Regions from separate parts of the Mus musculus genome. Here regions 2, 3, 4 and 5 are each linked to region 1. A link is a contact called in public Hi-C, HiChIP or PLAC-seq and promoter capture Hi-C data. All regions are on one chromosome and are shown on one strand. Each heading gives the region's core, a stretch centred on a gene start, on an enhancer-like site or on the middle of the called end of the contact. The rest is flanking DNA. Distances are from core to core; before and after follow the strand shown. Region 1 holds the start of Ilvbl (ilvB (bacterial acetolactate synthase)-like). Region 2 holds the start of Lss (lanosterol synthase). Region 3 holds the start of Prmt2 (protein arginine N-methyltransferase 2). Region 4 holds the start of Mcm3ap (minichromosome maintenance complex component 3 associated protein). Region 5 holds the start of Chchd10 (coiled-coil-helix-coiled-coil-helix domain containing 10).

Region 1 (4,661 bases), core at 1,959-4,458:
CTCATAAAACCATTAAAATTAAAAATATGTAAAGGAGAGTCAGGGAAAGAGCCAGTCTTCCAAGTGACACTGAGAGAGAGGACAAGGAGAGAAGAGGACAGAAAGACCAGGAGATCAGGGAGTCTTAACAAGACTAGACCTGGGGCACCTGTCTGTGATTCCAACATTTGAGAGGCTGAAAGAGAATTTTCAAGTTCCAGAACAGTCTGGGCTACACAGAATCTGGGCCGGAATTTTTTGGGCAAGGCCACAAAACAAAATCCCTTTGCTTGATCTGGCACTCAAAACAATTCTTGCACACCAGAGCATAAGAACCTGAATATCTTGTCCACTGATGTCACCTCCTGCCTATTCTGCTATCTAGCACATAGATCTGGCCACTAAATATTTGAGAGGGAAGGGGCAAGAAAAAGGAAAGGGAGAAGCTAGAGATAACTAGGTGGCAGAGATGGAGGAAAAGAAGAAGGAAAAGGAAGACAGGGAAATCTCTCAAGCTCTATGCCTGCCCATCTCCTCTTTCTGATCATAAGGGCCATGCCTTGCTTTGCTGGACCTACCAAGTTCCCTCCTGCCTCAGGACCTTTGCACATGAGTTACTTTCCCAGGAAAACTTTCCCTAGAGCTGGCTCCTCCAAGCCCATGTGAACTCAGTGAATGAGACAAAGAAAGAGGGATACATTTAGGAAGACGACCACAAAAGAGGCAAAAGAAGGAAGAAAGCTATAGTGGGGATAGCAGGACTCACCAGACAACCACACGGCCCATGAGGCTATTGGGCAACTTGGTTGGTATCATCTCCTTCTCAACCATGAAGTAAGGATATAGTACATCAAGAGGCAGCTCCACAAACACTGGACCTGCAGGGTAGGGAGGTTCAGTCTATGGCACCTGTTGCAGCAACCCCCAAGCTTCAGGGCTTGATTACTGTCCAGCTCCCTCCTCCACCTACCTGGGGTGCCTGACTGGGCAGCAGCTATTGCAGTCCTCAGGGTAGGTACAATGTCCCGTACCCTTCGCACAGAAGCACAAAACTTGCAGAGTGGCCTGAACAGAGACATCTGATCAATGGCCTGAAGTGCGCCCCGTTTCTGGCAGAGAAGGCAAGGGACAGTTATCAGATAAGCTTGAGAAGCCGTCTTGGGGACCCCACCTACCCTTAAGGACTAGGCACCTGCAGCAGGGTGCTGGCAGCTCCACCCAAAAGCAGGACTGGGGACTGTGCCACTTGTGCATTCTTCACTGCAGTCACAGTGTTGGTGAGGCCAGGACCGGCTGTCACTGCTGCCACACCCACTGTCCCTGAAAGAAAGAGCTGGTGACAACCATGCCATCCTCCCAAACATCGTCCTACCCCAAACCCCCTGCCTCTCATTCACAGGGGCCATGTCACTGTCCTGCTAGTCCCTGGTCCTTACCAGTCAGGCGGGCCACAGCATCAGCAGCAAAGACAGCAGTGACCTCGTGGCGTGTGTCTACCACTCGGATACCCAGCTTCTCACAGGCCACCAGCAGTGGGGAAATGTGCCCACCGACCAATGTGAAGACAAAGCGTACACCATGGGCTCGGAGCACAGCTGCGACACTCTCTCCACCATGCCGGATGCTTGTCTTGTCCACCTGGGTCAAAGGAGATGAGGAACAAGACAGTCAGAGGCCAGCCCAGGAGCAGGTACAAGAACAGGCAGGGGTAAGGTCAGAAGACAGACGAACTTAGATTCTGGTTAGAGACATACCACTTTAAATCCAATTCAGAGAAGGGTACACTGACTTAGCAAATTTATTGTTCTCTTTGTCCTACAGCTAAAAATGCCAAGACTTGCCCAAGTGATAGACTCCAACAGAAGAAATGTTCTTTTTGAAACTGTACTGAGGATTGAACCCTGGGCATAGATAGTGTTAGACAAGCACTCTAACCACTGAGCTATATCATCAGCTTTTACTAGGACAAGGTCTCACGAGGCTTTGAACTCCTTATGTAGCTTAGGCAGGGCTTGAATTTGTGACCATCTCTCCCCAGCCTACCAAGTAGCAGACTGAGATAAAGCCTATGTTCTTAAGTGGCTCTGGAGATTATAATGCCTGCTCCAGAGATACTGGGCCAGTTGAGAAGAAAGGAGATAGAGGTTAAATCTACAGAGAATCCAGGAGAGCCTGGCAAGAGGCAGAAGGCCCCTGGCTTAGATGTGTGCCTGCTTCCTAGTATCCCTGCAGGGCCTGGCACTTGGAGTGCTAACTCCATCCAGCCTATTGCCTCCCTCTGCTAGTGAGGCACAGGTCCAGCTGACATGCTGCCAGCAGCCATATGCCTAGCACGGAAGTGACTCCTGGCACAGACTACCCTGAGCATCCAAGCCTCAGTAGCTTCACGATCCCTACATACTTCAAGGTCAGTGGCACTGTCCCTGTCTAGAAGAAAAGGGACTGGGTAAGGGCAAGAATTTCTCAGAATGGAACAAGTGGTTTATAAGTATGACTTGTGGGGTCAGCTTTTCCCAAATCTGTCATCTAGAGAAAATACTAAACTTCTCTGTAGATCATTTGCCTCTTGTGGGCACAAGGACAGAAATTATAGCACTTACTTTGGTGAAGATGGTACGAAATATGCTAAGACAGTTCCTCAGAAGGGCTTACTATCAGAGCCCATTCCCTCCCCTGCCTACCTTCAGCCCACCAATCTCACTATGTTTAAAAGGCCTGCTCTGTTAAAATGACTCAGGCCCCTGGGTATGGAGGTAGGCGGAGAATGTGTGCTGTCCAGACAACGACAATTTCCCCATTATCTCGTACTAGTTACAAAGTCCAGGCCCATATACAGTTTGGCAAAGGGACAGAGCTCTGTAAAGAATCTCCCAACCAGCCACTTCTAGACTAGCTGGGACTCGCTTTCCACACCTGCACAGTGGATGAGCTGGAGAAACACCTTTAGTGCCTTCCTCCTACCCCTAGCCCTCCTTCTACCCTAAGCACCTTGTGCATCAGCTGATAGAAGAGCCCCAGTCTGTGAGCGACGCCCAGCACGGCAGCCACCAGCGTCCCAAACGCCAGGAGCAGGAAGGAGGGGAAGAAGCCTCCCGCAGATGCAGCGGCCGCAGAAGTTTCCATGAGGCAGAACCTAAGTAAGAAAGCACAGAGCCAGAATCTTAGTACTATAATCTAATCCGGAAGCAGGATCGTCCGCCGGACCTGGGCCACACCTCCCCGACCTGCCAGGCCACGCCCACAGACGCATCTAGACTGGACTTAAAGCCACGCCCCAGTGAGGCTAAGTCCGCCCCCTGACGTCACCACCTTCAAACTAAAAGTAGGCCACAGCAGGTCAAGGCGATCGCAGTAGCACCGAAACAAGGTTGAAATTCCTACTTACCTATCTGTTAACGAGCCCATGCAGAACCCACCCTCCTCAACGCTGGACTGGGGCTCAGCGGAGAGCCCGCCTCGCGCTTACATCATTGAGTCGTAAGGCCACACCCCCATCGGATCGCGCAGCCTAGGGTACGCTCCCCCACCCTCCCCACACACACCAGACTCTTGACCTTTGGCCTTCAGCCGAGGTCACTTTTCAATAGGATGCGCCTTCAGCTCCACTACATAGAACTCCCTTCCACCCATCCCCAAACAAGGCCCTATGACCTTTGCCTATAGGAAAGGTCCCTGACTGCAGTGGAACTCTGCCGCTTCTGGGTCACGTGACTGGGGAGTGTGGAGTGGTGCCCCTTTTGCCCACTTGGCTCTGCAGCGCCCCGTAGTTCAACGAGACGCGCGTGCGCCAAACTGGAGTCTCGCTGAAAAAGCTATCCGAAAGAGACGTTTATCATTGGTCGCTTCTCTCTCTCGCCTCTAATTGGCTAACATTACACCGCGCCTTCCACACCCGCGAGAACCATCTCGCGGCACGTTCCACGGGCGTGGACTGTGACACACCCCCCACCCGAGCTCCCCAGAACCCGCATTCCCGACCGCAACATATGCAAGCCCCTCCCCTTCCTGGACCACTGTGAGGCTTTGCAGGATGTTTAGAGAACTCCCTAGTGTTTGGTGCCAGGCCGGTTCAGTCATTTTCCAGGTTTCCAGCATCTGGGGACCTTTTACAAACTCCGATCTGTCTTACAAATCCCTTTCTCCAATTTATGTCTTTTTCTTTGACTGGCTTTTAATCAGGACCATCTGTGTAACCAAGAGTTTTGAGCTATTTGTTGAAGCCTGAACAATGGATATTTAACAATGTAAACCAGTGTAATAGTATGTGCTTTTATTCCCACCATTCCGAGTTCAAGACCAGGCTCTTCTCCATAGTGAGTTCCAGGACAAGCAGGAGTGCATAGAGACCAACCAAAAATCACAATCGCTTCAGCTGTGTCATGTCCACAAGATAGCATTCCACAGCCTTTCTCCCCATCTTTTGGCTCTTATATTCTTTCCACTTCCTCTTCCTTGGTGTTCCCTGACCTTTGCAAGCCATGGTATAAATGCCCTGTTTAAAGCTGATCGTTCAGCCATCCCTTCTCAGCAACTATGGTCTCTGATTAAGTTCTGTGATGGAACATTTGCCTAGCACAGGCAAAGCCATGGGTACCCACAAAAACCTACTCAACTATTTTTAGCCAAACTACCGTATGAATTATTTATGCTTACTGGCTGTGAGCATGCCTCCAATTTCGTCT
Region 2 (4,551 bases), core at 85-2,584, 2.0 Mb after region 1:
TCCACAGGTCTCTGAGGTGGAGGGACTTAAATAACGAGGGTTGCTTCTACTCCTGTCTCCGGAAGGAGGTACCACACTTTTTGTTGTTTAGATTGAATTGAGGCAAACACTCACAAACACTGACCCACATCAGCAGCCCTCTTCTTTATTTATTTGTTATCATTTTTGAGATAGGGTCACACTACGTAGACCTGGCTGGCCTAGAACTTGCTCTGTAGACCAGGCTGGCCTCAAACTCACAAAGATCTGCCTGCCTCTGCCTCCTGGGTGCCGGGATTAAAGACCAGCACTACCATGCCCAGCCTCTTTATTTTCTGAGACAAGCTCTACTCAGCTGCCCAGGCAGATCTTAAACTTTATCCTTGTCACAGCCTACTCAGCGGCTAGGATTACAGGTATGCCTGCCGGGCCCAGGTTCATATCTGTTTTAAAAAACAAAAAATTATAAGCCTTATTATTAAAATAAAAAGAAACCTGCAAATTAATAAAAACATCGCACACCAAAATTAACCAAACACAAAGTCTACTCAACTTAATGACCTTGGCATTTGAAAAGGGAGACTGTGAAACTTTCCATAAAATGATGCACTTTCAGTACCCACTATATTTTATGCATTAATCTATTGCCCAAACCACAAAGCCCATGACAGAGTTAGAACTAGAAAAGCAACTAGCTTTACATCTTCTTACATAACTTGTGAACTTTCCTGATCCTCTTATAGTCAGCTTTTCCTCATATCACACTATACCCACATATACATTGGTTTACACATATGCATATATTACTGGCTGGTTGCCTGTTTTTTAAATAAGGCTCTCCACTGTTTCAGAGCTCTGGCTCAGGAAGGCACGGTGTAGGCTGATCAGTGATGGCTTCCAGTCTTGGGATGGAATGGTGCTTTCAGAATCACATCACTTACTGTGTCCAGTCCCAAAGAGTGGGCCTCTAGCCCGGTCTGCTCTCGACCAGGGTCGTCCTCCGCTTGATAATAAGTCCATCTCTGCCGACCCAACTCATTCTGGAGCCGCCAGCGGGTGAGATCGGTGGCGGGCTCAGTTTTATAGGGTCCCCCACGACGCCGCAGACACCTGAGGGGACCAGCGAGAGGAAGCAGCCTTCCTTAGACTCCGCCCAGGTGGGATGCCTGCAATCCAGGCATGCAGAGCCACCAGCCATGCCACCCTGCTGTCCAGACACCTTCCCTGCCACCGCCCTGCCGCGTCCCTCGCAACACCCGCGGGAAGCCCAGGGTCCGCGACTCACGTGCCCTCAGTCATGACAGCACTACTCTCTGCCACCGCTTGCCAGCCCTTTACCTGACAGCCTAGTGCACTGCGCAGGCGCGAGCCTCGGCCGACCGGAACTACTGGGTGGGCCGATGCGAGCTCGGCCAATCAGAGCATCACCAGGTGGGCACGAGAGACGCACCGCGACCACAGTGGCTGGGCGCAGGGCCGCCCGACGCCGCGAGGGCACCAGGGGGCGTGGCTGCGGGGCGGGAAGCGCTTTGGAGGCGGGGCCTATGAAAGAGGCCGGCCTGTGGGCGAGGACGGCCTGTGGGAGGGGCAGGCCCGTTGGAGGGGCGGGGCGGGATGGGGGGCGGGGCCGGCCCCTCTAGATCCTTATTGATGACAGCCTTGGACTTCTGGTCTGGGTGTTCTGAGCCGGGATACCTACAGGGTTGGTGAAAAATGGCCCCTCCGACATGCAGGAAAGAGGCCGCGGAAACCACGAGTGCTTCAGAAGTACGGAAGAGGCATGAGTGACCTGAGGTGAAACTAGCGTTGATCCGAGGCACCACATGGACCATCATGGGGCAGGGGCCTTGACCCGAGTGAAGGGAGGAGGAAACTATGATGACACGTAGTTGGGAAGAGGGTCAGAGTAGTGTTCTCAGAAAGCGGGCACAGGCTCCTCACAGGGAGCAGCTGCAGAGTGTGCAGAGGGCTGTGTCCTGACTCCCATTAGCAGGTAGAGTTCCACTTCCCTAGCCACAGCACTACTCTCAGGATACCTGGAGCTTGGAGTCCTACAAGTTAAAGGGGGAAAAGCCTTGATTATGTTTGACAGTAGAGAGGGAAGCAGGAAAGCCTGTGGTATGCCGGCAGAATCTAGTAGAGACGTGCAATGAAGAACATTTGAACAGATAGTATTTGAGAAGCATTGCTGGCATGCAGGAATGACGACCAGAGATCAGAAAAATATAATTCCAAGAACTCCCAGCGGTACAGTGTGTCCTACAGAGTGCCGACTTACTTACAACTACCCAAACCCGATAGCCTCCCTGCACCTAGCCCTCAAAACGCTGCCAAGGAAGGGGCCATGAACCACAAATCAGAGAAGGAAGAAGTAAGAGGCAAAGAACACTCACACACCTTCCCTAGATGGAAAATCGGAATTTTAGATGGCTAGTCAAGAACACTAACCTCTTCTTTGCCCAGTTTAGAAACTTGTAAAGATATAAGACAAGGCATTTTAACTGAGCCTTGCCTCAGACTATTGATTTGGGGACTGGAGGCCAATACTTAAGTCCAGTGCGTAAGAGCACTTGCTGCTCATTCAGAGGACCTGGAATTGGTTTATAGCACCCACATGGTGACTCACAGCCATCTATAACTTCAGTTTTAAGGAATCTAATGCCATTTTCTGACCTCCTCAGTCACCAGGCATGTGTGAGATGTAAGTACATACATGCTGGTTAAAACACCCGTACACATTAAGTTTTTAAAATTCACAATAGAAAAGTCAGTTTGAGCTGGGCGTGGTGGCACACGCCTTTAATCCCAGCACTCCAGAGGCAGAGGCAGGCAGATTTCTGAGTTCAAGGCCAGCCTGGTCTACAAAAGTGAGTTCCAGGACAGCCAGGGCTATACAGAGAAACCCTGTCTCGAAAAACAAAAACAAAAACAAAAAAGCCAAAAAAAAAAAAAAAAAAGTCAGTTTGAACAGGGCTGGCTAACTGCTTCATAATGACTGCTTTTCCCTTACACATGTCTCAGCTTCTAAGCCAAGCGAACAACTGAAGCCTTTGGGAGCTGACCCACCAAGAACCATGTAAGCACAGTATGCCAATAAGAAGACCCAAAAAACGATGCCCAGGGAAGCCTAGCACACTGGATGCTGTTCTCCCAAATTCACTAAACAAGCCACTCTCTTTCCCTGGAGAAAAAAGCTAGAGTGTTTTCCAGGGAAGTCCTTTTTGTGTCAGAACATGAAAAATTGGAAAAAAAGAATTCTGGTCCGTACGGAACCCCAGACTTGAATGGCAAAGCTAGACAGATGGCAGAGATATCAGCTGCAAAAGAAGTTAGGTTGATATTTTCCTGGACTAGACATCCTATGAATAAAGTAATATGCTTTCTAATATCTAAGGAAGAAAAGTGTGAAATCCTCCTGCCAATTCACATAGATGGATTTCTAGAGACAGTTGTAAGAAATGTTTGTCACTGCTTGGCTTGTACCATATTGAGCTTATTCTATAAACTAAATACAGAAGACTCTAGGGTTTGGGACCTGGACAACTGGGTGTAGAGTGAGCTTCCATTGACAAGGAAGGCAATGTTCTTAGCTATATGAAGATTGGGAAAGCCTTGGCTGACAAAGACCCTGGAGCCTAAGGGTTTCAAGACAGGCCAAGGGGAAAAGCCTTATCTGTATGTAGAAGTTAGGAAAGGTCAGAGGAGCTTGGAAATTTCACGGAGAATTCATTTTGACAAATATTAGGCATCCGAGTTTAAGTAGTTTTAAGTAGACTGGTATTCAGAAAAGAGAACAAGGCTAGATAAAGAAATCTGAGAGTCATCGGGTGGCATTTGAAATCATGAGATTCGATAAGATCAACTAGAAACTGAACAGAGAAGCTCGACTTTCCTGGTCCATCGAGGAGGAAAACTAAGGGACTAGGGTCAAAGAAAGCAAGTGAAGCCCTGAAGGGAGTACAAGATGGAGTTGATGGCAATCGCTGATTAGATGTGGGGGAAGTGATTAGTTACTGACTCTGGGGAGACTATAAAATGGGGTTGATGGTACTTGCTGATTGGACGTGGGGAAATGATTAGTTACTGACCTAGGAGCTGCCTTAGGAGTCAGAGATGACAGGAAAAGAAAGATATTTCTATTTAAAAACACCAGGCTGGACATAGATGTTGATTTCTGTTTCCTGCCCATGTCCCAGTCCAAAGACAAAGACATTAAAAACCCAGGACAGAAGTGAAAAGGAACGGGGGAGAGGGGAGGATCCAGAAGGGAGGGAATGAGGGGTGGACTCAATCAAAACACACTATATGCATGTTTGAAGCTCTGGATTTTAGAAAATATTTTAAAGAAAATTATAAAGACTAGAAGTAGATGGAGGAATGACTGATTCGGCAAAGCAGAGAAAATGAAAACCTCTATGTGTAGATAAAGCCAGCAAGAAATGACAGTTCTCGCCAGGGAACGAACCCTTGAATTAACAGAGTCTGGAGGGAGCAGTGAAAACCTTGAAGGAACATTATCATAGGGTTTTTTTAAATTTATTTATTTATTTTATGTATGAGTACACTGTAACT
Region 3 (4,939 bases), core at 1,408-3,907, 2.3 Mb after region 1:
CTTGTCCATCTTGTTTCATTTGTTTGCTTTTATTTTTTATTTTTTTTCTGGTATAGAATAGAATTTATTCAGGGCATGGGGAGGGGAGTAAGGAGAATGTAGAGGCAGAGAAAGGCAGAGAGAGAGAGAAAGAGAGAGAGAGAGAGAGAGAGAGAGAGAGAGAGAGAGAGAGAGAGAGAGAGAGAAATAGAGGCCAGCCACGACCACATGGAGAGAGGGGGAAGGGAAGGGGTATGGGAAGAGCCCAAGGGGGCAAGAGAGAAGTGAGAAGCAAGAGTAAGGGGTTTGCTTGTTTTTCAAGACATGTTTTCTCTGTGTAGACCAGGCTGGCCTTAAACTCACAGAGATCTGTCTGCCTCTACCTCCTGACTGCTGGAATTAAAGGCATGTGCCACACACCTGACCCCTTGCTCACCACCTTAACCTTAGAATACATAGATGGGCCATGATCTCAGGCTAATTATGCCCAGAAACTTGACCACTGTCTTTCCTAGTACTGTGACTTTAAACTGTGCACTCTCAGAAATGTGCTCTGTCTCTGAACTTCTGTATATCAAGTTTGCAGGCTCCTTGAGTAAAATTCCTACAGTTTCTCAGGGGAGGGAGTAAGGAGAGGGGTGTGTGACAGGCGTGGGTGGGTGGGTGGTCCTTGCCTTGGGAATAACTCCAGTGCTCCTCTTAGTTGCTGCAGCTAATATACCTTTGATTACTCTTGGTTGTGCTCTGAAGCTTTGCACTAACCAAGATGTCTATCTTTATTGCATATGGTTACACGTTTGGTTACAGTGTCTTCTTTGACAGACAGCTTGTCAAGCCAAGCAGGGATTAAAAGGAAGGTAGCGGCATTGGAATCCACTTTAAAAATAACTCCTGGGTGTGCCTGCTCAGCTGTACGCATACTGCATGCATTCCAGTGCCCATGGAGGCCAGATGAGGGCATCAGAGCCCCTGGAACTGGAATTACAGGTGCTTGTGAGCTGCCTAATCTAGATGTTGGGAATTCAATTCCAGTCCACTGTAAGCGCCCAAATGCTCTTAGCCACTGAGACAAATCTGCAGGCATCACACTCCACTTTTTACAAAAAGAATTTTCTTTTTCTGGTTATTTGAGACAGGGTTTCTCTGGCTATCCTGGAACTCAACCTGTAGACCAAGCTGGTCTTGAACTCTGAGATCCGTCTGCCTCGGCCTCCCAAGTGCAGTGAGTCCCCTGGAGCTGGAAGTTACAGGTGGTTTGTGAGCAACCTAACATAGGTGCTGGGAACCAAACTTGGGTCTTCTACAAAAACAGTAACTGCTCTTAACTGCTAAGCCACCTCCAGCCCTTACAAAGCCACATTCTTTATTCAGCCACCACAGGTACCCTTTCCTATGTTAGGTTAGCAAGGGTGGATCCTAGTGCCTGGAGCCTGAGCTTCGTGGCACCAGCAGGCTTTCAAGAATAGGTCTCAGGCCTGCCACACTGGGGGCTCTGAGGACAGTTTTTTCTGCCTTGGAAGATTGTGGGAAACTCTTTTCAACCTGTGGCATCCTGGCTCAGAGCTTCAGCCCTCTTCATCTGGTGGAAATGGAAAACTGGGCAGATTTAAAAAAAGGACCAGGTCCTCACACAGACAGACCCATCCCTTGGCTGCAGTTCATTGTGCGACTCCACTGAACCGATGGACTGAAGGCACAACAGGTGTGGTTTGCACAAGCCTTGCAAGCCCTGAGATGCCTCACAGCAGGTTTGGAATGATTGATTATGTTATGAGCTGTGGTGTTTCTACTGCACGAACCGAAGCATGATGGTTTAATTATAGAAAACAAAGAATTTTAATATTTCCCTATCATTCCTCAGCATGTATTAGAGTGTCTAGATTATATTGGACAAACGCATCCACCTAATTAGTATGCAAATCTGCTTTTGTCTCTAGTCAGTGGTAAAATTGTGTGTATGCCGAGTTTTACAATAAATTCTTTTCTGATTCACTTATCAGTAAATGTTTGATTCGTATGCCTATTTTAGATACCTAGAGTCGCTGAAAAACTTTCTGAGTAGGATGGGATTGCTAGTGGAGAAAGCTTAAGAAACCTTGCTTAGGGTCACCTGATGTCAGTGTCATTGCTCCTCCGCCCCCAACCCCTTCAGCACAGGATCTTCAGGACTTGGGGTCTCTGGTGTGTTTCGTGTCTCAGTAGCTATGTTGGTTCCACGATCAAAACTTAGTCCAAGATACTGTAGGGGGGTCCCATTCTGCAGAAGCTGATTCAGATCAAAACTAGGTTATTAAGCATTCGGAGAAGGGCATCAAACACACCGGCAGTCCCAGGTACACTCAGGACAGCGCTAGTACGCACTCCTGCTTCAGCCTGCCAATTGTTGCCTCGGTTCGAATCCGCTGGGGGCGCGGTCTACACCACCTGTGGCCTCCAACCCGGAGTCCAGTCTTCCCACAGATCTCCCGGTAAGTCGATCCTTACACTTTCTCACCTGCGTCTTGCAGCCTTAAGGCCCAATGCGACCGGCCGGAAGCAGGGACAGAAAATGCGCTTGCGCTGAGTGACAAGCTCTTAGAGAAAACCCCTGTCTCAAGACTATCTACAGCTACCAGCACCGAGTTTATACACACTGCGCTTGCGCAGGACACCCAGGCCTGGGCGGGGCGTGCTCTTCGGCCAGCTGGAGTGCTCCGCGCTTGCGCAGGTCCAGGGCGGCGGCTCAGGCTTCGGGTGGGCATCGTCTGTTCCTTTCTGGTATAGCCTAGAATTCAGCGGAGAAACGCGGCTGAGGTAGGTTTCTTAATGGACAGCTTAGACATCTGGATCGCAAGTGAGGCAGGGCAAGCTAGGCAAAAGGTCTTCCCTGTGCATGTCTCCAGCGCACTGAGGCCTCCGCCCCCTCTGGAGGCTTTAGAGTGCCCTCTCGAAGGTTCTATTCCAGCTACCCCCTCCCCTTTTCTCAGCACCGTCCGCCCTCTTCGCTCTCCTTTCGCTGCACCTCTCAATTCCCCCTGCGCACCTCCGCTGGCTCTTAGAGCCACGCCCTTCCAGGACCACGCCCACCTGCCTTCTGTATCCCGAGCCACATCCCCCATGCCTCTATATTCTTGGCCTCTATGGCCTCATCTGCTTGGCCTGGAGAACCCTCCAATTCATTGTCTTTCTTCCTCCGGGCACCCTCCCAGGCTTTTCACTGAAAATATAATTGTAAATAATTTGTGATTCTAATTATTACGAAGTAAGTATGAAGTCCAGATCTGGACGCACAACAGGCGTTTAAACAAAGAATCGATGTAATCTCAGAGCCAGTTAGGGTTACATTGCCCCTGGGGGTAAAAAAATAGAATTAAAGAACAGGAGGGTGTCGGGCATGGGGATTTCAGTTCTGCCTGTGGGTTAGGTCAAGTACTGGGCAAGGTGTTTTAATTTGAGTTTAAGCTATTAAGTGTTCCTAAAAAAAATGATACTGATTTATTCTAAGTAAAAAGAGGCTTCATAAATATCTCTTAAAAAAGGAGACTTCAGAGGAATAAATCTAGCATATTAAAGGAAGCACACAGCATTTGGATTTTTTAATTTAAAAAGCCCTCTAATGAATTGTGATGATAAAACGCCAATCCTGTTCCATTCTTAACACATACAGTAAACTGTAGCCGTGAAATGAGATTACTGACCAGGCAGTGTAACACTTTGTGCTTCTCTCTCTTCTTTCAAGTAGGCATGGGAGAGAAACTGAAGTAAAGCCCCAGTTATGAGACATGATCATATTGAACTATGGAGGCACCAGGAGAAGGTCCCTGCAGCGAGTCACAGGTCATCCCGGTTCTGGTACGTAAGAGCCACGTGTAATGATCATACAGAGGAACAGTACCAGCTTACAGGGGTGATGTCACTCTCCTTGTCTCTCAAGGTCCTGGCTCACAGGAGGATGCTTGAATTTAGAGAACGTTGAGGCAGGGGGATGGGTCTGGTCATTAGGTCCCATGCTGTGTATTGTCATGAACACTTCAGGGGACACTTCAGCATGCTTCAGATTCTTGTACTTGTTCTTAGATGGCCGTAGCATAGGACCAGGAAAATGCTTGGTACTCGAGAAGATCTGTCTTGGGTACGTATATTCAGTTTGATCCATGTTACCAGAGAAAAGATCTCCTTCAATCTTAAGGAATATTGATTATGTACAGTTAATGAAATGACTATTCAAATAAAAAGGTTTATTAAAAAAATCAAGATTTTCATGTCTGTGGTGTCAGCATCAGCCAGTTTTGTGTCCCTTTTAATGGTATGCCTTCCCTTGGGTTTTAATTTATTCAATTACTTAACTTATTGATATAGGGTCTTACTGTGCATCTATGGCTGGCCTGGAACTGCTATGTAGACATGACTGGTCTCAAATTCACAGAGATCAGCCTGCCTCTGGCTCCTGAACACTGGAATTAAAAGCCTCCGTGCCCAGTGACTGGGTATGTATGTACTGGGCATATTTATATGTAGGATTTATTTTTCATTTCATTCATCATTTTCCATCTTCAGCTGCAGAATGTTTTAATTCTACGAATGCCCAGTGTTTCTTTTGGGAAATGTAAATATTAAGACAACTATAAAATAATATTGTAGACACTGAGGATCTGTCATGCAGAGATGAAAACGTAATACACTGTCACAGTTTTCTCAAAACATGCGCGCACGCGCGCACGCACACACACACACACACACACACACACACACACAAGATTAACGTCATAATCTGTTCTCAAGTCCAGAACGGTTCCTTCCACTTTTAGAGGCTGCTTTGTGTCTGCTTGTGCACCGTCTGTACCTTTATGAACTTATAAGGGTCCCCAGGCCAGCCACAACTAAGCAGTCCAATCAAACAAAATGAAGGATCCCTGAACAAAAGTTTGAGTTTGCTGTGTGTGTGTTTTCTGAGGCTTGTGTTGGTGCTGTTGCGGTTTCT
Region 4 (4,955 bases), core at 1,707-4,206, 2.1 Mb after region 1:
AGTGATGCAGAGACAAACATGCCAGCAAAACACTGATACACAAAAATTAAAAATAATTTTTTAAAAAATGTATTTTTCAAGTGACCAAGTTGAGGACTGAGAACACAGGCTCAGAGGGGCGGAGCTTGCATCTCCTGCTCAGAGCCCTGGGTGTGATTCTTTGCAATGCAGAAAAAGCGACAGGCAGCAGGTTCTCGGGAGTACTCACGTGGTCGAAAAAATGAATCACGGCGAGCTTCTTGCTGCGTCTGGTGAAGACCCGCTGGACTTTAGCGATTTTGCTGAAGTGTTTCTCCAGGATGGCTCTGTCGTTGAGGTAGTCGGGGATGTTCTTGCACTGGATGGCTGTGAGCTCTAAAGAAGACACGCCCCCGAGGCTGTAGATCCACTCTTCCCTTCGCTTACTCTGGCGCACAGACTTTCCCCTGAGAGAATCTGGAATTTAGAGAGCAGACAAGTAAGTCTGTCAGGGACAACACTTCCAGGCAAAAGGAGCCACCACGGGATAAAAGCCAAGATCGTGGGACTTAAAATCAAGTGACCACAAGGGACCTCACAAGAGCTCGGCAGCACACTTTTGTGGCACACACATGTTTAGGACTCACCTTCTTTCTCATCTCTACTTTCTTCTTCCTCTTTAGTCACAGCTGGAAGGCGGGAAGGTACCATGGTGGACTGACTCCCTCCTGGGACGGCCGCGTGGTCACTTTCCCCAGGTTCCGCAAAGCCACTCTCCTTGGATTCCTTGCTGCCCAGGCGGCCTGCCTCTTTATTGCTTTTGAAGACCTCCTGTATTGTCCGGCCAAACAAAGTACCTCCCCGGGGTCTGTTGAGGCGGACTGGCCGTTTATCTGGGGGATGGTCGCCCCTGGACAGGGGATCAGGGTCTTCTGCTGCCTCGTGGCAATGTCTCCTCGGGGAGCGATCCTGGTCCTCTTTCCTCTTTAATCCCTTCATGAGGGTGGGAAGTGGCTCCACCTGGGAGATGGCTTCCTCACATCCTTGGCGGAGGCTTGGTTTGTTAGCTGGGAAGGGCTCCCCCAAAGATCCTGGTGACGCTGTGGGGAAAGTACTGAAGCTACTGTTTGAGCTTCCAAACGCTGACGTAGAAACCCTCTTCTCTTCTTCTACATTTTGGTTAGACAAAGGAGAGGCAAAGGCAGGAGTATTACTAGTAACTGGTTTCGAAAAGATAAAACTTGAGCTAGTCACCGAACTATTTGTCACCTGTGGGAAAGAAAAAGGGGTCAGGCCTCCAGACCCGCTACCAACGGGATGGGAAAATGTAAAAAATCCAGAAGAAATCTGGCTCTGGGTTTTTTCTGGCTCTGACTCAGGCCCCGGTATCGGTTTGAAGACTGCATTTTCCAGAGGTTTAAACTTGAATTCCGTCTTCCGAAAGCCAGAACCTGCTACTTCTCCGGTTTCTGGCCCAAAAGTAGCGCCACTTGGGAAAACCCCAACACTAGAGGTTGACTTAAAGCTGAATGCCGTATTGCCGGGCACAGAGGAACTCGAAGTAGCTGCGAAAGAAGGTGTGGATTCGAGACTAGAGAAGAGTCCCACACTTGAGGTTTGGGTGAGTCCAAATGCTGGCAAGGAGGAAGAATGGCTTCCTCCAGAGGGTGTTGCAAAGCTTGGTACTTGTGAAAACGCCAGGCTCTTGCTGGGTGTGCTGTTCTGTCCAAAAAGGGAAGGCTGGCCAAATCGAAATGGTGATTTAGTCTGATATGTTCCCGTGGTGCTGGAAGATACCGCAAAAGCACTGGGCTGCTGCCCTCCGAAGGGGTTCACCGGGTGCATCTTCAAGCCAATTATCTGAAGGCAATAAATATGGACTATACACAAGTAGCTCTCCTCTTTAAATTATCTGTTGCCAGGGGAAGCTCTCCTTCATCCTCAGGATGACCTGGAAAAAAAAAAAAAGGTTAGGACATCACAGCATATTTTGCTCCAACTCTTAAATCACAGAAATTCTAAGACAATTATTTAAAAGGCAAGGGCACAACGGGCCGCCGACCACTCACAGATCAACAGGTTTTGGACACAGGGTATTAGAAATGGATTATGGTGTAAGGGAGGTTTAAAGATTTTTTTTTCTTTTTCTTTTCATTAAAGACAAGGTCTCGTAAAACGGGCTTGGTGGCGCATGCCTTTAATCCCAGCACTCGGGAGGCAGAGGCAGGCAGATTTCTGAGTTCAAGGCCAGCCTGGTCTACAAAGTGAGTTCCAGGCCAGCCAGGGCTATACAGAGAAACCCTGTCTCGAAAAACCAAAAAAAAAAAAAAAAAAAAAAGACAAGGTCTCGCTTAGCCCAGGCTTGCCTCAAGCTTACTACAATCAAGCACAACCTTAAGTTCCTTTCTTCTGCCTCGGTCTCCCTTCTGCTGGGACCACAGGTGTGCTCCAGCAGGCTTAGGTGAAGCCTGATCCGTTATGATTAAAATAAAAATGCAAAGCATTTTATTCAATTGATACCTTCTCGGGGAAAAAACAAGCAAACAAACAAACAAACAAAACCTCAGTAATAAGACGGGAACACATCACTTATCAGATTCTTGCGATCTCCAAGGCAAAATAAATAAATAAATAAATAAAAACACAAAAACCGTAATTTAAAATGTTACTGCTTTGGGTTCCTACCATCTCATTTTTCTCCCGGTAACTCGAACTTGCGATGCCCTGGTCTAGAAATAATAGCTTTTTATCCCCGATGCTTAACACTCCGGAAGCCGGCCGCTAGGTTAACAGACGCCTTCGAGCGAAGACTAGTGAAGGCCTTCAGCAACTCGGCAAAGACACAAGGGACAGCGGAGGCCGCGGAGGGAGGAGCAAGTCCGCCAGATACGGCCACTGTCGCCAGCGCTTGTGCTCGCCCACAGTCTGCGTGCAGCCTCTACCGGGCCCACCGCACCGCAACAAACCGGCCACTGGAGCGGGCTCTTGGGTGTGCGCTACGGACATCAAATTTGTAGGACCAACTTCCGGTCCTCCGCATCCGGCTTCCGCTCTCTGGGGTGTGCTGCTGCTGATCTTCCGGCAGGCGGCCCGCCAGACCCCCGACCTTCTTCACGGTCGGATTCGGTAAGTGCACGGCGATCCCGCATTGTGCGGCGTGGAAGCCCCTCGTTCGTGCGTGGATCCTCCAGCCTGAGTGCCCGAGAGACGCTGGACCCACAGCGACCCCATTTGCTCACCCACACTCATCCTCACCTGGTCCTGCACCATTGCAACCGCCCCAAACCACTTGCCTTATTCTGCACGTTGTGCCCAGTCTACCCTGTTTATTAGTTTCCTAGGGTAAATAAAGGTGATTTCCCTTAGCATTGCCACCAGATAAATCCCATCAAATAAAGTTTTATTGTGAGCGCGTGTGTGTTTTTACATAACTTATCACTCTCTAGTAGTTACGGGTCTTTTCTCGAACTTTAACCACAGGTTCCTTCCAACCATTTTTTTTTTTTTTTAAAGGGCTGGGTGTTCTTCCCGAAATGAGTTTGGTGATTAAAAATCTGCAGCGGGTGGTCCCCATCAGAAGAGTGCCACTTCGCAGGAAGATGGATTTAGTCAGGAGTATCTTAGGAGTGAAGAAATTTGACCTGGGGATCATCTGTGTTGACAACAAGACTATTCAGAACATTAATAGGATCTACAGGAATAAAAATGTCCCAACTGACGTGCTTTCTTTCTCATTTCATGAGGTAAATATGTATACCTCATATTTAAAATAAATATATATGTATGTATATATGTTCTTCTCGTACAGCTTACCTTCCTTCCAGAATAGTTCCTGTTAATTACATTACAGATCTGGTTATCTTTGATTTTGAAGTTTTCTGGAAATGCACTGAAGTCTAGCCTGGTGTGACTGTGCATGCCTTTAATCCCATCTATCCAAGAGGCAGAGGCAGTCGAATCTTTGTGAGTTCAAAGCCACCTTTGGTCTGCCTGGTTAGTTTAAGGCCAGACAAAAGCCACATAAGAAGCCCCTTTCTCAGCCGGGTGGCAGTGGTGGCACACACCTTTAGTCCTAATGCTTGGGAGGCAGAGAAAAGCAGATCTCTGAATTCAAGTCCACCCTGGTGTTACAGAGTGATTAACAGGACAGCCAGGGCTACAAAGAGAAACTCGGTCCAAAAAAAAATCCTCTCTATCTCAAAAACAAGCAAATAAAAAACAGAAATGAAGCAATATGACATAGACCCATTAAGTATGTCTAGCCCTAAACATCACAATTCCTCTATGCAGGGACCACTCTCACTAACTCAGTGCCCTCAGGAAATTCAAATAAGAGTGTCTGCAGTTTTAAGTGTACCTCAGTAGTAAATGCTTGGACAGAAAAGTAAAAACTGGTAAGCATTATCAACAGATTCCCTTGCGATAGATAGCTACAAGGAACCACATTGTCTAAATAGCTTCCCCCATTGTTAGCAGAAGAAATGGGAATACTCCTTTTGGGGAATGAATTGGTAGTAAATGGTGCTTCAAAGGATAGAAAAGAGAAGGAAAGAGCCAAGGATGCAGGCTTAACCCTGGAAAGTTAAGCCTTGTGATTGTGGCATAAAATAAGGTCAGGCACCCGTGCAGAGTGGGCATGGTGGTCAGGCAGAGACAGGACAGGACTCGAGGTGTGCGTTGGGAGAGGCTGGATGCAGTAGAATCAGTGTCGCCTGCTTCTAACTGCAGACAGGATTGGGCTATAGCCCGCACAAGATGGGTAGAACAGAGCCCAGCAGAGGGGACTGAAGGTCTACAGCATGTCTGAAGAGGCCACAGCTAATGAAGGATTTGTTTCTGTATATATATATATAGTGGATTATAGCATACACACGTTTCTTCCCCTGTCAAAGCAAAGTTCTTTCTGCTTTTCTCTTTTTTTTTTTCCACCCTTTGGTTTTTCGAGACAGGGTTTCTCTGTGTAGCTCTGGCTGTCCTGGAATTCACTTTGTAGACCA
Region 5 (4,646 bases), core at 1,607-4,106, 2.6 Mb after region 1:
CACTGCGGCTTCCCCGAGGCATGACTGCGGTGGGATCAAGTTGGAGCTGAGTAAGAAGCGTGGACCGTAGCAGCCGCTCGCTCAGTGCCGGGCAACTAACACGGCAGCGTCCTTAGAGTCAGGTGAAATGGGCGGGATCTGGGGCGGGGCCTCTGATCCACGCCCTCCAAATGGGAGGGGCCAAAGCTCGCCCTTCCATTAACCTCCTGGATTTAGGGCTCCGGAGCTATCCCAGTGCAGGGCGGAGCTACGCGAGTCCTGGGGACACCGGTCAGCTTTGGAAAGCCCAAGGCTTAGTTAGGCACGGGGCAGCGAGGGCAGGTCTTTCTGTCAGAACTCAAGCAATGCAATAGGGGTTTGCCACGAGCCCAGGAGGAAAGAAAGAGACACATAGACCGCCAGCGGAGAAGCGAATGGAGACTGCAGGCCAGGTTGTGTTCTCTGAGACCCATCACAAGACAGAGTTTGAAAATAACCATCCCAGGATCACCAAAGGCCCTTCCCTGTCCTCTGGAACTCGGTTTTCACAGACTTTTCCTCAGAGACCTTGGCTGGGATCATGCCATAACCTCTGGAGAGAGAAAAAAAAAAAAAAGGTTAAAAGAGCACACACCTGTAACCCCAGAACTTGGGGGGGGGGCAGGTATAGGTAGGTGCATCTTGTGTGTTCGAGGCCAGCCTGGTCTACAGACTGAGTTCCAGGGCTACACAGAACTGTCTCCCACAAAACAAAACAAAATAAAACAAATAATAATAACCTTTGGCCAGAGTAGAAAGGGCACAGGGGGCCTTGAGTTCTTTCTCCTCTTCTTTCAGTGTTTATTTTACTGTGACAACAGAGATCACTTGGCACAAACAATTCAAATGCCTCAGCAACAGGGGTCAAAACTATTCAGGACCATGCATTGCCCATTCAGGTGTCCCAAACCTGGTTTCTTTAAGCAGCCTCTGTAGCAGGCCTCTTTCATTAAGACTTCAGCTTTCCTCCCAAGTGGAATCACCACCCATCTGCAGGATAGACTTTTTGGTGAGGTGAGTAGGTAAAAGACAAGCCACTCTTTCCTTTAAAAAAATGCCAGACTCAGGCTAGAGAGGTGGCTTAACTGTTAAGAGCACTGACTGGGGCTGGAGAGAGATGGTTCAGTGGTTATGAGAGCTGTCTGCTCTTCCAGAGGTCCTGAGTTCAATTCCCAGCAACTACATGGTGGCTCACAACTGTCTATAATGAGATCTGATGCCCTCTTCTAGTGTGTCTGAAGGCAGCGACAATGTACCCACATACACGAAATAAATAAATACATCTTTTAAAAAAGGGGGGGCAGGGGGCTGGCGAGATGGCTCAGTGGTTAAGAGTGCCGACTGCTCTTCTGAAGGTCCCGAGTTCAAATCCCAGCAACCACATGGTGGCTCACAACCATCCATAACGAAATCTGATGCCCTCTTCTTGAGTGTCTGAAGACAGCTACAGTGTACTTACATATAATAAATAAATAAATCTTTTAAAAAAATGTGCTGTTGTAGAAAATTAAAAAAAAAAAGGGGGGGGCAGGCTTGAGCAGACCCCACTGGCTTATCTATTTGGCCTCTGCTTACCTTGTATCCAGTAGGCAAGTGGTAACATTCTTCCAGCTTCAACCCCTTCTGTGGGCCTCCGTGGCTAGCCCACCTTCCAGATCCTCTACTAAGTGTGGTAATGTGGGGTAATGGGGCAGGTTGGGGGGTAAGGGGGTGGGAAGTGGAGGGTGGGGGGGGTGGGGGGTCTGGCTGATAAGCTGCAAGTTCCTCAGAAAATAGTCGTGCATCCCTGGCAACACTGAAGGCTGTTTAGGTTGCACAAATAAATGTTTTAGGGTTTGGGGGTTCTTTTGTTGAGACAGGATCTTCATATAGCCTGGCTCACTCTGTAGAGCAGGTTGGTCTCAAACCCACAGAAATCCACTTGCTTCTGTCTCCCAAATGTCAGGATTAAAGGCATGCATCCAATGAAGAGTTTATTTTTAAAATGCTATGCATGGTGGTGCATGCCTTTAATAGAGGCAGATCTCTGAGTTCAAGGCCAGCCTACTCTACAGAGTCCCAGGATTGCCAGGGCTACACAGAGAAACCCACTCTTGGGGGTGGAGGGTAGGACTATGAATGCCTCATCCATTTTATGATTCTTTGACCAACACTGCTGAGATGAGTCTGAACCAGACCTGGAAATTCTAGCTATGATGATACATGCTTGCAGTCCTATCAGTCAGAATAGGCAAAGACAGGAATCTTGAGTTGGAGGCCTGCCTGGGCTACATGTACACATACTAGACTCTGTCAAAAAAAAGAGAGAGAGAGAGAGAGAGAGAGAGAGAGAGAGAGAGAGAGAGAGACTCTGTCATAAAAAAAAGAAAAGAGGGGTGGGTGGGAAGGGAGGAAGGACGACGGGAAGGAATGGCAGCCTTTAAAAGGTGAGGCTTTTTAAAAGATTGCAGATGGCCAAGTAAAACTTACCACTCTCTGCCCCTACTTTGCAGCAGCTCAGGGCCCCACTGGCCCACCAGAATTCAGAAGAGAGCTGAAGGCCTGGTGGAAGAGGCCTGCAGTGCCTTGTAGAGCCATTGTCATCCAAGAGGGAACACTGCACAGTTGGACACTCGCTGCAGAGATTAGAGTAGTTGAACTGTTTTCAGCACGTAGACCTCCCTCTCAGATGTGATTCTGTCCCTGTCTCAGATGGCTGAGCCTGACTGGTCAGGAAAAGCCTGTTGGCTAGTGTGCCCCCCGGCCAGGGAACAACCTGAGATTCCAGTGTCCAACTCAAACATCCCTGACCCTTTCCTCCCAGCCAACTGACCCAGTTGCCTGCTAGTAGAGAAAAAATCTGGTCCCTCCCTCCAAGATCCTCGCTGACTGCCTCTGGTCTGAAATTGTTAAGTGTGCGCATTTGCATCAGCCATTTGCATCAGCGTGTGCCAAGTGTCAGTAGAGGTCAGAAGAAGGCATCAGTTCCTAGATGGCCACCCTGTGGGTGCTAGGAACGGGAGCCAGGTTTCTCTGCAGGAGCAACAAGTGCTCCTAACCACTGATCCATCTTTCCAGACCCGTCTCTGTTTTGTTTTAAGGTGTGGGGACTGGCCAACTTCCGCCATATGCCTCAGTTTCCCCTGAGGTCACATTTCAATAGTCCGCTCCTTGCAAGAGCTATTGTACCACTTTCCTGTTAGCTAGGGCTGTTTAGATTGGGGATCTGACCACCTGCCACAGGCTAAAACAAGTCAAGCCACCATGGAGAGACCTGGCGAAGGATGAGACTTCTGAAGTGGGGCTGGAGAGCAGAATTGAGCTCTCCCCGGCTCTCACTAGTTCTAAGGGACCCAGCCCCTCCGGGCACTCCTCCCTAACTCAGACCGCTGCTGCAGGCCGGTTGAGTTTAGAACAAAAGGCAGGGGGAGGCGGGGCGGTGGGGGGTGCGGTCCCGGCGCCGGCGGGGGCGGGGCGAATGCTATAAGGGGCGGCGGCCCGGCCTGGCCCAGCAGGCCCAGCAGCCCCGGGGCGGATGGCACGGGCCGCCTGTCTCCTCCGCGCGATTTCGCGCGTCCTCCTGCTCCCGCTGCCTCTGCTGCTCCTGTTGCTGCTGCTCCTGCCGTCGCCGCTGATGGCCCGGGCCAGGCCACCGGTGAGTGCCCGCCACTCCTCCCCGAGGGAGGGCTGGGCACGCGGGCTGGGCCCACTGGCTGAGCTTGACCCACCAAGCGAGCTCCCTGGCTACCCTAGTGCAGTCTGTCCCCGAAATGCCTTCTGGGTCTCTCTGAGCGTACTATAATGAGCTTCCCGTGGTTGGCAGTGTGCAAGTGGAGCTGGTGAGACGCGTCTCTGCGCTGAACTCAGTTTGGAGACCGGCTTCTCCAGCCCCCAGCTAGGGATGCTGGAGTGTGTGTTGATAGAGGTAGCAGAGGGAGTGGATGCCAAGGCCCCTTGTTCATCACTGGAATGAAGCAAAGCAAGTCTGGGGGGAGGGGGGAGCAAAAAGGGGCAGCCTCCGGGTGTGTGGTTCCAGTAAGCACCCCTGCAAGGTGTGTACCGTGGATGGAGAATAAAGGAAGAGCTAGGAAGGAGAAAATGGGGCCCAAGTTGAGAGAGGTGCCCCAGCTTGCAGGAGACAAGTCTGGGAGTCCTGGTAGCCGACAGAAAATGCACCTGAGAGAGATAGTGTGTGCGAGCATCAGGTGCAGTCAGAATAGAAGGGAGCACCGGGGGAACAAAAGCATAAAGAAGAAGAGAAAGGAAAGGGGGTGCAAAGAGGCAAAGGGGAAGAAGAGAGATTGAGGGTTTCCCAGCCTGTGTGTCCCAATGGCTGCATCCTTCTTCCAGCTTGGTCTCTGAGGCACCTGTCAGAGTAGAGACTAAGCTGTGCTGGGGCTGGAGCTGGAACCACTACAGATCTACAATGCCCACGGGGTACCGTGCCCTCAGTAGCCAGCTAAGGCAGCCGGCCAGCTCAAGGAATGATGGATGGGAGGAAGGTATGATAGGCAGGTGTCCCAGGACAGGTCCAGCCATACCAATCCATCTGCCAGTTTTGCTGCACACTGGAAGAGAAAGGGTTTGGAAAGGGGAGTGGGTATTGTGGATCAGGACCTCCTCAAGCAAAACATGGAGTTCCCTGTTCT

The links. Hi-C and Micro-C count contacts between places; a contact is called where the count stands out from the background. HiChIP or PLAC-seq counts read pairs in DNA pulled down with a chosen protein or histone mark. Capture Hi-C pulls out chosen DNA fragments and counts their contacts.
Region 2: a promoter capture Hi-C map of adipose tissue shows a contact between it and region 1, with 3 times the contacts expected there. The contact joins the promoter of Lss here to the promoter of Ilvbl in region 1. A contact is called at or near these places in 1 of 39 promoter capture datasets (pre-B cells), 1 of 484 Hi-C or Micro-C datasets (CD4 T cells), 1 of 115 datasets of contacts at active chromatin or transcription factors (thymic regulatory T cells) and 2 of 9 other capture datasets (adipose tissue and liver).
Region 3: an H3K27ac HiChIP or PLAC-seq map of regulatory T cell precursor shows a contact between it and region 1, with 13 times the contacts expected there. The contact joins the promoter of Prmt2 here to the promoter of Ilvbl in region 1. A contact is called at or near these places in 1 of 39 promoter capture datasets (liver), 1 of 115 datasets of contacts at active chromatin or transcription factors (regulatory T cell precursor) and 2 of 9 other capture datasets (adipose tissue and liver).
Region 4: a promoter capture Hi-C map of adipose tissue shows a contact between it and region 1, with 2.7 times the contacts expected there. The contact joins the promoter of Mcm3ap here to the promoter of Ilvbl in region 1. A contact is called at or near these places in 1 of 39 promoter capture datasets (pre-B cells), 1 of 115 datasets of contacts at active chromatin or transcription factors (large pre-B cells) and 2 of 9 other capture datasets (adipose tissue and liver).
Region 5: a contact with region 1 is called in a Hi-C map of B cells, with 5 read pairs. The contact joins the promoter of Chchd10 here to the promoter of Ilvbl in region 1. A contact is called at or near these places in 1 of 39 promoter capture datasets (pre-B cells), 1 of 484 Hi-C or Micro-C datasets (B cells) and 1 of 9 other capture datasets (adipose tissue).

The regions. Positions count from the first base shown.
Region 1 is chr10:78,573,538-78,578,198 of GRCm38.p6, reverse strand. Ilvbl (ilvB (bacterial acetolactate synthase)-like) reads right to left here and starts at 3,208. Exons shown (of 15, transcript NM_001359302.1): 1 at 2,968-3,208; 2 at 1,416-1,617; 3 at 1,172-1,299; 4 at 950-1,088; 5 at 746-857. The coding sequence starts at 3,102.
Region 2 is chr10:76,528,388-76,532,938 of GRCm38.p6, reverse strand. Lss (lanosterol synthase) reads right to left here and starts at 1,334. Exons shown (of 22, transcript NM_146006.2): 1 at 1,265-1,334; 2 at 921-1,089. The coding sequence starts at 1,278.
Region 3 is chr10:76,235,583-76,240,521 of GRCm38.p6, reverse strand. Prmt2 (protein arginine N-methyltransferase 2) reads left to right here and starts at 2,657. Exons shown (of 11, transcript NM_133182.3): 1 at 2,657-2,772; 2 at 3,701-3,810. The coding sequence starts at 3,757.
Region 4 is chr10:76,466,903-76,471,857 of GRCm38.p6, reverse strand. Mcm3ap (minichromosome maintenance complex component 3 associated protein) reads right to left here and starts at 2,956. Exons shown (of 29, transcript NM_019434.3): 1 at 2,644-2,956; 2 at 606-1,909; 3 at 209-435. The coding sequence starts at 1,803. Ybey (ybeY metallopeptidase) reads left to right here and starts at 2,744. Exons shown (of 5, transcript NM_172550.4): 1 at 2,744-3,084; 2 at 3,472-3,701. The coding sequence starts at 3,492.
Region 5 is chr10:75,931,340-75,935,985 of GRCm38.p6, reverse strand. Chchd10 (coiled-coil-helix-coiled-coil-helix domain containing 10) reads right to left here and starts at 2,856. Exons shown (of 5, transcript NM_175329.4): 1 at 2,488-2,856; 2 at 1-571. The coding sequence starts at 22. Mmp11 (matrix metallopeptidase 11) reads left to right here and starts at 3,484. Exons shown (of 8, transcript NM_008606.3): 1 at 3,484-3,652. The coding sequence starts at 3,533.